Linked DNA regions of Capsicum annuum: region 1 is linked to region 2. Evidence: chromatin contacts called from public Hi-C data. All regions are on one chromosome and are shown on one strand. Each heading gives the region's core, a stretch centred on a gene start, on an enhancer-like site or on the middle of the called end of the contact. The rest is flanking DNA. Distances are from core to core; before and after follow the strand shown.

Region 1 (2,700 bases), core at 112-2,611, 210 kb after region 2:
ATACGTATTTAAATTCGGACGTCTGAATATTAAAAAAAATAAATGCAACCTAAATCTTGTCTTTTTTTTTTTTTACACTTGAACCCAATCCTCTTTTGTTGGTCTTTAATAGTCTGTTTGGGATTGCTTATTTCCCAAAATAAGTACTTATTCTGAGAAAAAAATACTTAAAAAAAAGGATGTTCGGTAAACTTGTAAAAATGCTTTTAAAAATAAGTAGAAACAGTTTTTCTGCTTCAGGGAAGAAGCAGAAAATTTCTGCTTCTCAAAATAAGCAAAAGTAGAAGCAAAAAAATATACAAAAATATCCCTATCACACACACAAATATATGTATGTATATATATATATATATATATATATATAATTAATAATTGATTTTTAAAAATTTATATTTTATATTTATGTCATAATTCTTTATGATTTATATATTATTATTTTATTTTCACTCATTTTCTTTAAATAAATTTAAAAATATCATTGATGATGATGACTAAAGAATATATAAGAATCACATTACAAGATTGTATTTTGATATCACATATAATTTTTTTCACATTACAAGATTGTATTTTGATATCACATATAATTTTTTTCTCGAATATTTAATTTTAAATAAATAATTCATGAAAAGTGACATATTTGTTAAAATATTGTGTGTGTATATATATATATATATATATATATATATATCTATGAATATGATGACTGTCTTTTCGTAGTAAATTTTAACACCATAAAAATATATTAAAAAAGACTTTAACTATTATGCTAATGAAGATATCATCCCAGAGATCGAAGAAGTGGACCAACCTTTTGGTATACCTTCAGAAATATAAGACATATATTTTACAAGTATGGAGACATTGCGTAGTAAAATTAGGGATGAAATTGTTGAGAATTTTTGTGATGTATGAAGGTCTAATTATTTTTGTTGTTAATTTTTTCATATATAGTGATTTAATTTATGAAATGACTTTTGTATTCATTTTTGTTTGATGTTTTAAGTAATGTTTAAATTATTTGACCAATATATCACCATTTAATTTTTTAATGTATTTATATATATAAATATTAATTAAAAATTTTAGAGTACATGCTTTTTAATTAAATTTAAAAAGATTAATTAAAAATATTATAATAGATATTTAAAATAAATTTTCTTTATAATTTGATTTTAATAATAAAAATCTATTGATAGATGTCTTTTTTGATCATTTATCTCAAAAAGTATTTTTTGAAAAAAATTATTTAAACAAAATTTAATTATTAAAAATACTTTTCTAATAAATTTAACAAATATTTTTTTTTTAAAGTATTTTTTTAAAATTTTATTTTATAAAAGTTCTTCGCAGTTGTATAACAAATCCAAAGAGCTCTAAATTGTCCGTAGGAGCGTCGAACCGTGCTTGTTTCATCAGCACAGGTCATAAATGAAAAAAAAAAGCAACAATCTTTTCTCCATCAGCCTTTTCATTTCATAGGATTTCTGAAGCTTTCTTGATTAATATAGTTTGAAGATCTGGTGTTTTGTTATTAGTTTCTTGGTATATGGACTGTGAACTTATAGACAGCAGCGGTAAGTCCCTGATTTCTTGCATATTTGTCTAGATTGATTTAGGGTTTTGGCCCTACAGACTTTCTCGAATTGCTCTCAGAATATTACTCCTTATTCCAAGATTCAAAGGCAGCTTTTCTCGAGAGGAAGAAAAGATTATTCATGTGTCCTCATTCTATTTCATCTGTTGTTGTATATTTTAGGTTTCTAAATAGGGATGACAATGGGGCGGAGAGGGTGCGGGTTTTAGACTATGTGGGTGCTGGACGGGTTGAAGTAATTTTTTTCTAAATGATGCGAGGCGGTGTGGGTTGCTGGTAGATGCAGGTTCAAACAAAAAAAAAGAAGCTAAAAGTTAGTATTATTTTCGTGAATCCACCTAAAATTATATGTATTTTTTATTTAAAATTTTATGATACTTAACGACATGTATAACACTAAAGATAAACAATTTAATAACTTTTTTTTTTTGAAATTGGTAAAATAATTTTATGACTCAAAATATCAAACAAAAGTTTAAAGTTTTTTCCTTATTAAATCACTTTGCCGTGCATAGCTTATTTAATTTATGTGTAGCAAGGACTTAAATAATTAGATAAACTGATTGATCTCTAAATTTAATTTCTTTATTCATTTTAATGAAAATATGATATTTGATCATTGCTTGTATACCCGATACCTCTCTGACAATTTCTTAGTGAAAAGTGATAGAATAGAAATTGATTGTTACTACTTTCTAGTTGCACCGGGCTGCCCTTTTATACTTTCTAGTTGCAAATTTCTAGTGGAGTTACAAATTTTTCAAAAAAGAAAAAACAAAAAGTGGGGCGGTGCAGGGCGGGTATGCGCAGTTATGAGTGTGGGGCGGGTTTATGCGGGTTTAAAGTTGATGCGGGGAGGTTTTTAAATTTGAGGGTTTAGAAAAAATCCGCCCCGCCCCTGCCCCGCCCCATTGCCACCCCTACCTATAAAGGGGCTCGTATTCTGTAAATTTAGTTGTGAATTCCACTGGATTGCCTCTGAAAACTGGGGCATGGTCTGGTGGCTTTTCTCTTTTGTTATAATGCTTTATGTTGCGACATGTTTTTTTCCCTTTCCGCTTTAGATGTTTTGAATTTGTTTTTGGCTATGGTTCGGTGAAATT
Region 2 (2,700 bases), core at 17-2,516:
TGCAAAATTCAATTTCATATTCTTGAGACATCATATACAGGTCGTAATGAGATCATACCAACAAGAGAACATAGCTTGTTCCTCTTCCACTAGCTTGTTCCTCTTCCACTCTTTTGCTTTGTATTCTTTTATTATTTTGTCCCCATTTTTCTTTTCTTGTAGAGGGAAGGGCATGTGACAACAGGGAATCATAAGCTAGCGCATACGCCACCGGGAATCAGCTTGCTTCCAAATGATTGAGAAGACATATAAAAAATTATACATATCCTAAGTGCCATTACCTTTACACATGCCCACCAATCAACTATCCACACGAGTTCCAGCCATAAGAGCTCCGCAAGGATTCTATTGATTCTCCTGTATGTGCTCTTGGAAATTGGCCGTACGAGGACAAAACAAGTAGCCTGCGTATGATTCAATAGTCCATCAATTTCGCATTAGTATATAAATCATAAGAGGCAGTCAACAAACCAAGATTCCAGAAAAAATAAAAACTCAAAAGATCAGAGTCGAACCCAGAGAACTAAATAAATTGCTTAATTACATTCCAGCATACTCAAAAATGGAGGCGAATAAATAAATATTTCCGATTTATAACTTCGGGGTTGTTGTACGAGCAAATCAAATTGGAAAAAAAAAAGAAAAATAAAATAAACCCAAATCTTGGGAGAAGAATTACCTGAATAAGATTGATTACAAGACCCGAAATGAAAAAGAGAACGCCCAACGGAACGATAACAGCTGCAGCAGCAATCGCCATAGACTAACACTCCCAAAATAAAAAAAAATAGAAAAAAAAAAAAAAAGCAATCCCACAAGAAAAGTAATCTGTAGATGAAAAAATCTTTTTTCAGTACAGAGAAAAATCGGGAATTAATTAAAAAACTGGAAGAAGAGAGATACTAATGACGAATTGTTAAATTGGGTTCTCTCAATAAATAATAAATAAATAGTTTATCAACAATTTTTTTCATTTCTCACACATACCCAGAAATGAAATTGAATATTTTTACAGATGGGACTGGTTAGTGTATTTATTTGTATGAGTTATGGGAGAGTGTCAGGAGGCGGTGCATCTGCTTGTGCTAGTATTTGCTATTTTGCTTCAACTTCTGCCTATCTGTGCCCCGCTTTAAACGATGTTTCCCATTTCAAGGTGTGTTTTCATGTACGACATATGCAGAGACGATAATAATTATCCACATTTTTCTTTTCTTTCCTCGTATTGAGTTTTCTGTTTTCTTTCTAGCTAGTCTTTGGCGAAAGATTCACAAATATTTTTTACAAATTATTTTTTGACGAAGGTAAAGGTGAAATTTTATCATATGTTTGGCCATAATATTTAGAAAATTATTTTATCTTTAAAAGTTCACAAAAATTAAAATTTAGCTCAAATATTAATATTTTCTAATATTTGAAAATTTGAATAATTCGTTACATAATGTTAAATTGTATGAGAAAAATGAGTTGAAAGGCCCCCAAGTCTCATAATATTATTAAGTTAAAAAAGATAAAGTCGTTTAAATAACTGGGACAGTTGTTCGACAATTGTATTAGTTGTCTCAACAACTATCAAAGTTGTCGAACAACTTTGATAGTTATTGAAACAACTTCTATAGCTGTTGAGACAACCTTTTTAATTGTTGGAGCGAAAATGTTTAAAAAACTCGGAAAAATAAATTGTCCCTTTTAACAAATTTTTAAAACTTGAAGGAACCTTGCTTAATTGAGAAACTTGTTTGCCCCTTTTAATTCAAGGTCCCTAAATTGTATGGTCAAACAATATTTGACAATTTAATTTTTCAAAAATTATTTCAAAAATCTATGGTCAAACGGATTCCTAGTTTGTCATTTTTATTTTTATTTTTCATTTTTTTGAAAATGGGAATTTGATTTTAGGCCAAATAAAATCTCCAATGACATAAATTTCTCCAATAAAAGCCCTCACAAGATACAGTGGTATCTCTCCTTAGTTTATAGTCTCGATTGTCGGTGGAAAATGAATGTTATTATTACTCTAATTCAGATTGAGAACCAATGAAACCTCATGATTTGGGTTGCAATTCATACTTGGTTTAATGTCCACATTGTCAGGACTTGACTTGGAAGTTCTATCAAAGAATGTGAGAAAATATTGTGTATCTTGCAATACATAATAAAAGTAGATATCTTCATTTAAACTTATAAATGAGAGTGATAGAATTTGTATGGGGTAAAATAAGGTTAGCAAATATAAGTCAACTCGGGTCCGGTAAATTTTGAAACGGCCCATGATCGTGTCCTCTAGGAGTGATACCAAGATGGAAAAATGCTTTCTCGGTCTAGGCAAAAATGGAAAACGGTCACCAGCGATAGCAACTGCATGCAAAAGGACAAATAGAGAATCAATGTGTCAGGGCTCTTAAGTACGCAAGGACGATTTTTGACAAGTTTGTGTTAGATGCAGAATATTTGGCTAGCACCACCCAACGGTTCCTCGACAAGTGGCATTTGGTTATTGGCCACGATACCATAGGGTACAGGTGACACTATCTTATTGGTTATAAACCATCATTGTATATTATAATAGATGCCCTATCTATATTATAAACGACTATCTGATTTCTCATATCTACTTATAAGCAATAAAACTTGTTTAGCTTATAAAACTCGTTTAGATTTATCTCCAATTTTTCTCTATTGGCTCTATTTTACTTTACT

The links. Hi-C and Micro-C count contacts between places; a contact is called where the count stands out from the background.
Region 1: a Hi-C map of leaf shows a contact between it and region 2, with 2.2 times the contacts expected there. The contact joins the promoter of LOC107863746 here to the promoter of LOC107863748 in region 2. A contact is called at or near these places in 2 of 5 Hi-C or Micro-C datasets (leaf and placenta).

What each region holds. Positions count from the first base shown.
Region 1 is chr3:68,491,847-68,494,546 of UCD10Xv1.1, forward strand. It overlaps LOC107863746 (protein EMSY-LIKE 3), which reads left to right and starts at 1,362. Exons shown (of 9, transcript XM_016709859.2): 1 at 1,362-1,577. The coding sequence starts at 1,550.
Region 2 is chr3:68,279,249-68,281,948 of UCD10Xv1.1, forward strand. It overlaps LOC107863748 (1-acyl-sn-glycerol-3-phosphate acyltransferase 2), which reads right to left and starts at 1,267. Exons shown (of 12, transcript XM_016709865.2): 1 at 988-1,267; 2 at 680-828; 3 at 282-404. The coding sequence starts at 760.